2 separate regions of the Mus musculus genome follow, and region 1 is linked to region 2. A link is a contact called in public HiChIP or PLAC-seq data. All regions are on one chromosome and are shown on one strand. Each heading gives the region's core, a stretch centred on a gene start, on an enhancer-like site or on the middle of the called end of the contact. The rest is flanking DNA. Distances are from core to core; before and after follow the strand shown.

Region 1 (3,667 bases), core at 997-3,496, 200 kb before region 2:
CTGGACCACAGCACCATTTTCTCCCATAACAGCAATAGCGAGTGCTTATGACACAAATTATTTAGTATGCTTCTGAGACTATGCTTGTAATAACCCTGTGAAGTCGATTGTCCTAGTGCCATCTTTACAGGCAAGGAAACAAGGTTAGAGAGATTACATGACACTTAATAAAATCCCTCAGAATTAGAAAGATGTTTTGTGAGTTATAAGGAAATAAATATCCACATTCTCGTTAATTCCGGCTGCGCCTGTCAGCAGCGCAGAGGACCTAAACCGAGAGGGCGCAGTGATCCTGCATGAAGTCAACCTAGCATTGAAGGATCCTCCTCAGATATGCCTTGTTTTCACCACAAACTCCTTCTAGAATTCTCCACTTCTCTACTTATACTTCCCAGCATGCACAGCATCCCAGGATAATGAGTTGTACAAGTTTTCTTACTACCTGCTATGTGATTTTTGCCTTCAGGAAATGTGCTAGGCACCACTCGGGTACTCCAAACTTACCTCTGCCTCGGCTCACTTCCAAGATCAGCCCAGCACCATTGACTAACTAATGGAAAGTGGGAAAGAAATTATCTTAACCCCCCCGCCCCCTTTGTAGTGCTGGGAATAGAACCCAGCACCTCGAGCTACACAAGGGCTTGGCTACTAAACTACCCTGTCAGCCCTGTCTCCTCTGGTTTCTTTCATTTGCAACCCCAATGGAATGGGTGTGAGTCATCAAGCCAGGAGCTGAAGTGATGGCGATACCCTAATACCACTTCATTTCCGCATCTCTTGCCGGACTCATGCTGATCATTCTGGGGCAGAGTCATCACGTATACCCGGATACTCATTTCCATAGCGCCACTGATTATACTGACTGTCCCTGTATGAAAACGAGGAGACCTGGCTCCGTGATCCCTATGGAAGTAATTATCCACAGATCAGAACCTGAATTTGGGAGGACTCACTTGAGAAGGCTCTAATAATATAGACTCCTAGGCTCTGCCCCCAGACCCGGGAAGGGTCTGGGCCGCAGGGGAGTCTGGGAATACAGTTCTCTCTTGGTATTTTTCTGGGGGTTGGATTCACAACGCCCTCAAAAGTTTGCATATAACCTGTACATATCCTCCCATATACATTAAATTATCTTTAGATTAGTTATGATGCCTGATAGAATGCTTGCCTATAATGCAATACAATGTTAATAGATATAAATCACCCTACTGTATCACTTAGGGAATGAGAGGATTGAAATGCACTGTGCACGTATAGGCACAGTGTTGTTTTCAAATGTGTTCGATCTGCTCTTGGTTGAATTTGCGAGTTCAGGCATCACTGGGGTGAACAGGGATAGCCTTCGGTACTTTGAGAAGTTTCCCACGCTACACCATAACCTAGAACTCGAGATCTGCCATTGGATGCTACTGTGGAGACATTCAGGGCTCAAGTTGACAAATATACTCTTTGTGCTGTATGACCCTCCCCCCAGCCCCCAGTGTTGCTTGTGATTCCATCTAATGGATGCCCTCCTCCTTTTTCAGGTGAGAAGAATTCCTGTTGCAAACTGCAGTAAACGGAAATCCTGTTCAGAGTGCTTAGCAGCGGCAGACCCCCACTGTGGCTGGTGCCTCCCGTTACAAAGGTATTTCCTGAATCTTTTCTCACCAGCTCACATTTTTTTTTTCAGAAAGTGTCATGCGGCCCAACACTTGTTGCCCTACTTTAATGATCCATTCCACGCTGTGACGAAGCAGAGCTCTCCAGGACTGCAATGTACGATGTAACCATAATTCATTCTTAAAGATGGTTCTTGCCATGTCAGTATCAAGTCATTTGACCCAGGCTACACAGGGCCACCCGGTCTGGGCCGTGACTTGAGACGGGAGAGGCTAGTGCAGGTGGGTTTGCTTTTTATTTCCTACCAAGTTAGCCAAGACTTCAGAGAGAGGCAAAAGGTTCGCCCTTGGAGACGATAAAAAGAATAGCAACGTTTGAAATTTTTCAAATGAATCCTCATCATGCCGTGTATTCTGCTCGCTCGGCGGAAGCCTTATTATTAATGGCATTGTCTTCTTGCACACCATATAGCCCTGGGCCTGATGTACAATCTCAGTCTCCAGGCAGAATCTGCCCAGCTTGGTCTTGAATTACGATGTATGCGACCCATCTAGGCTCAAGGGCGACTTGTAGCGGCTTCCTCTCCATGGCAGTTCTTAGCATCGTCGCTGGGACCAGCCTGGTTGGATTCACTGTTGCTATGGTAACCCAGTACTCCAGCTCTCGCTATAGAAGCAAGGAGGAAAGAGCCTTCACTGCAGCTCAGGCAGGAATGAGAGGGGGGAAAAAAACAAGCCACATAGCAGTGGCTGTCAGATTGGTGCTTTCTGTTTTTTAAAGGTGAACACAGATTAAAAATAAAAATAAAAAGAGCAGAGCAGGTAGGGAAAGGCGGAGGGCAGAGCGAAGGGACGGTAGGGGGAATGAAGGGCGATAGAGAAGTAAATTAGAGAGCTCCTGGGGGGGGGTGCGGGGGGGGGGGTAGGGAGCGTGAATGGAGAGGGTGATTATGATGTAAGGGAGAGGCTCGGGAAACAAACTAAAAATATGGAGATGGAATGGATTAAGAGTTCTTCATGGAGGAAGTCACAATCTTAGCTGCTGCAAGAGCTAGGACTGTGGCTGCCCTCCTCTCTGCACCCCCTTGCGGGGGCTCCTTCCCTCAGAATCTCTGGCAGACAAAAGAAACAGGGCCAAGAAAATTCTCATGAATAATTGTAATTGGGGTAGGAGCCTTTTCTTCTTGTCACATGCCCAAGAGTAGACTTGAAGAAATTAACTGATCACAGCCAGTATTATATGGTTGCTGTAGTTCTTTTTTTTTTCTTCTTTTCTTTTTTTTTAAAGATCCATTCCATTTATGTTGCATCTCTGTGTGTCTTTGGAGAGCTCTGGACAGGAGTTCATTCATGGATGGTGGTGACAGTGGTGGTGTTTAAATAGCCGTGACTACTTGTTTAACAAGCTTCAGTCAGGAGTTGGTGGGAGATGCCCAAGTTGGTAATAGAATTTTGGAGTTGGTTGTATTTTGATGGTCCTTTCAGAAGCCTTAATAGTATCCGAGCAGGGGGCAGGGGTGGTGCTAGCTGGAAAGAGATGTTCAAGAGCTGAGTGCTGAAGTACGGGAGCACTCAAGTACTAGAGCACTCAAGTACTATGATGTTTAGAAACAGAAGGGGTGGGGAAAACATGAGGAAGGATCAGAAAGGGGAGAGACAGCGTTTAAGGAAGGAGTGTGTTGCCAGGCAAGGGAAAGGGGGAAGAGAGCAACGTACTGTGCCAGCTCCTGCCAAGGAGGTCAAAGGAAAACGGATCCGTTGGACTAGGACAGGGCGATCGATGACTGTGACAGAGGCCCGTTTTTGGAAGGGTGCTGGAGCTACAAAAGGACAATGAGCAGTGAGTGGAGGAGCTCCTTGGGGGTGTTATGGGGAACGGTAGAGGAGATATGTCGCCGATTCTGAGGCAAAACGTAGACTCCAGACAGTTTAGGATTCTAAAGTTTATTTGTTTTTCATTACATTTTAATTGGGAGTGGGATAGTGCACGTTCCATAGTGTGTGTGGAGGTCAGAGGACCGCTCATGGGAGTTGCTCTCTTCTACCAGATGGACCCCAGGGACCAA
Region 2 (3,749 bases), core at 383-2,882:
AATGTCTGGAGCCATAAAAGCTGAAAGAGGCAAAGAAAAGATTCTCGCCTAGGGTTCTGGCAACAATTTCATTTCGTAGGTCTGGTCTCTAAAACCAAAAAGGAGTAACATCTGGAGTATTTTTAATAGAATAATTTGCATAACAAGTACAAGTTGTTACCACTCTAGTTGACTTCATGAACCTGGGAGAGTAAAGCCTACTAAAGTCTCATGCAATAGCCATTTTTAGTCAAGGCATCTAACAATTTATATTCTGAGGGTTAGACAAAGTCATTAGCAGCAAAGTTCACGTCAGTGTATACAAGCTGTATACAGTCACATGGGCCAGGTCACATGAGTTTAGGCTGTACACGATCACAAGAACAACTCATGTTGGAAGCATCATTCTGAATCCTGGAGAAGATGGTGGGTAACCCCACTCCTCCTTATCACACCTGGGAGGAGCCCATGTTATCGAGGAACAGAGGTTACAAGACTTTTTTCTTGTTTACTTGGAGTTTTCCCACAAGCTTTCAGAATCTCCTCACACAGCTTTATTCATGAACTGTGTTCTAACACAGATCACTAAAACACCAACTTTCTATTCTTTTTTTTTTTTTTTTTTTTTGGTTTTTCGAGACAGGGTTTCTCTATATAGCCCTGGCTGTTATTCTCAAAACCTGTACTATAATTTTAAATTGATTAGTCATATAGCTTTAATTTCAACCAGTGACTCAGATACCTGTCCATTTATTAGACACTCAAAACAGACACACGTGCATGCATAGGAATCTATAATAAAAAGTTTACCAACTAAATATATCCATAATGCAAATTTTTAAAGTACATAATTCAGAAGTTGGAGAGAGGGTCCAGCAGTTAAGATAACACACTGCAAGTTGTTTTTACAAAAGACCCAGATTCAGCTTCCAGCACTCACATGATGGCTAACAATCATTTCCAACTCCAGCTCCAGGAAACCCAATGCCCTCTTCTGGCCTCTGCAGGCACCACACTGTATACATGCAGGCAACATTCGTACACATAAAATTTTTTAAAAGATCCTTTTAAAATAAGCATATAATTTAAGCCATAACAAGAAAAAAATAAGGCATCTTAGTAATTTAGTGTCTACAGAATGTCTCTGAAAGGCAATTAGTTCTACGAACACCAACTTTTAACCAAACATTTCCTTGTCCCTTCTTTACAACTCTAACAACGATATAAGTGCACACACGCACCCTTATGACCACTTTTGACTGACCCCATATCTACAGACCTACATATTACATCTTCTCCTACACAGGCATTCAACTTTTTAAAGCAATGAATAGTACAATGTCTGCCCAAAAGTGTGGCAATTCAAGACATTCAAAAAGCACAGCTGCTGATGCTTATGGAAAGCTTCCAAATACATTTCATTAAAAAGCACATGCTCTATGCCTTTGAGCATTTCAAAACAATACTTTAAATATTTCATTCCCCCAAAGTGAATGCTGTTTTTGTTGTTTTTCAAAATATTAAAAAGTCTAGTGATAACACTCATCAGGCATTTGCTTCACTTACAAACAGAAATTCGAAATTTACTCCAAACCCAAAGACAACTCTGCACTAGGCACTCTACAGGCAGTTGGCTAGCCATCCCATGATTTGTAAAGAGAATAAATGTCACATTTTGACACTTTGCCAGAACCTGAAGTGCAGCTGGGAGCAGACCCTTCAGAGCCCTGGCAACATGCCAAGCTCAATAATTATGATTTAGAGAAAAACAGGGGAAGTCAGGGAAAGAGGAAAGGAAGAAGATATGTATTTGAGTGGTTAGCAATCAACCACCAAACACTGAATTACATTATTATTTTCTTACAATCATACTTTCTACTGCATGACGACTTAACTGGTAAATTTCTGGTAAGATACTGTAACCAGCCAACTTCAAAAGCTTATTTGTAGTAAATTATAAATCTATCATTGTGATTCAAAATGCAAAGATGACTCTTAACAAAATCATACTTCAAATTCATTTCAAAGTTTTTCAGTATATAGGCTCTGTGACGTATAACATGGGAAATTATGAGCCAGCAGCACTTTTGATGTGTGTATTACAGTCTGTTCTGTTCGCACCACAGGGCTAATACACAAAATGTTACTCAATGATCTAATGTATCCTGAAATACATTCTTTAAGTAAATCCTAATGTAATTTTTTCTCAGCTATACAACATAGTTTGAAAACTTTAAAATGAAAAATTTATATTTGTACGGAAATTGACATAAACATCTTTTAGAATTGTCAAAAACTATTTTTAAAAATGTATAGCCATAAATGAGGTAAAAGTCAACTTCAATAGAAAGGTGAACCAGAACAAAGAAACTGTTTACTTTTTTAAAAAAAACCACAGTAATCAAGCAGTACTTAATTAATGACTAAGCACATGTACTGACTAGTCTACGTATAATAAGAGTTTGAGGGATACATCTACCTTCAGCCAGGAAGAGCTGGCCCACAGCCACAGACTACAGATTAATTTTTAGTGCCTATTTTATGCCAGACATTTTGTTGAGTAAGATAAAAATAAAAGAACACCTAATCCTCAAAGAAATGATAGTGGTCAGTGAAACAAACATGTTAGCTACAGTTTAGATGTCAAATGTCCCCAAAAAGCAATTGTGTTAAAGGACCTTCCAGGGCAGAAGTACTGAGAGGTACAAAGTCCTTAGCTCAGTCCCATGCCACATGGCTGGAACACAAAGGCTGCCTACTGTTCCTTCACATTCTTATGGAAGTCCTTAGGTCATCAGAGGCATGCTGCTAAGGAGGGTTATACACTTCCAGGTCCTTCTCTCCTTGGCTTCTTAGACACAACATTTACTATATCACCCACTACCCATCACTGCCACTGGACAAAGGTCCAAATAGATCTGCCCAACCAACTGTTGCCTAGAAACTCCAAACTATGACCCAAAATAAAGCTTTTTTCTTTGAAAATTAATTATCTCTGGTTTGTTTGTTTGTTTGTTTGTTTAGATCAAGACAGGAAGCTAACAAATGTACATATCATGGTTTCTTTATTGCCCCATGATGAAGGCAACTCATGAAAGAGTTTATTGGGGCTTACAATTGCAGAGGGTGAGTCCATGACAATCATGGCAGTGAGTATGGCAGCAGACAGGCAGGCACAAAACTGAAAAAGTAGTTGTGAGCTTACAGCCTTACCCAAAAGTAGGAGGCAAAGAAAACTAAATGGGAATAGTGAGGGCTTTTCAAACCTCAGAGTCCCAGCTCCAGTGACATATCTTTTCAAACCTCAGAGTCCAAGCCCCAGTGACATATCTCTACAACAAGACCATACCTCCTAACCTTCCCCAAACAGTCCACCAACTGGGGACCATGTATTTAAACATATGAGGGTCGGGGGGGGGGGGGGGGGAATTCTCACTCAAACCATCACAACACATTAACAGCAACTGCAGACTAACCAAGATGAAAAAAAAATATACCATCAAATCATCTTTGTACTGTTAAAACTTGGCCATTTGCATATGTTGACTTTTCAAAACATTAATTCAGAAAGCCTTAGAATAATAAACATATTTGTAAGTAGTATGAGGGCAGAGAGGGAAGAACCACTTATCAGAGACACCTCCCCAAAATAATTCAAAACTAAAACCAAGGTAGAGATGCAAAAAAAAAAACCAAAAACAAAAAAAGGTACAAAACACAGAACTTAAGAGACGAACATCAGTGTGGCGGTGCCTGGACAGTAGGGCAAA

What was found. HiChIP or PLAC-seq counts read pairs in DNA pulled down with a chosen protein or histone mark.
Region 1: a contact with region 2 is called in an H3K4me3 HiChIP or PLAC-seq map of embryonic basal ganglia, with 2.6 times the contacts expected there. The contact joins two enhancer-like sites. A contact is called at or near these places in 1 of 39 promoter capture datasets (hippocampal neurons), 1 of 484 Hi-C or Micro-C datasets (nephron progenitors), 4 of 115 datasets of contacts at active chromatin or transcription factors (the 230-238 cell line, bone marrow-derived macrophages, embryonic basal ganglia and 1 more) and 1 of 9 other capture datasets (adipose tissue).

Annotation. Positions count from the first base shown.
Region 1 is chr10:94,904,425-94,908,091 of GRCm38.p6, reverse strand. It overlaps Plxnc1 (plexin C1), which reads left to right. Exons shown (of 31, transcript NM_018797.3): 4 at 1,527-1,627. Among named protein-coding and RNA genes, the nearest start is that of Plxnc1, 39 kb to the left of the region's middle. Within about 2 kb of position 2,246, at least 88 of the 459 cell types and tissues checked have an H3K27ac peak or open chromatin away from gene starts, as enhancers often do. A contact at or near this core is called in embryonic basal ganglia, where this site is marked.
Region 2 is chr10:94,707,739-94,711,487 of GRCm38.p6, reverse strand. All of the region lies in intron 1 of Cep83 (centrosomal protein 83), which reads right to left. Among named protein-coding and RNA genes, the nearest start is that of Cep83, 21 kb to the right of the region's middle. Within about 2 kb of position 1,632, at least 17 of the 459 cell types and tissues checked have an H3K27ac peak or open chromatin away from gene starts, as enhancers often do. A contact at or near this core is called in embryonic basal ganglia, where this site is marked.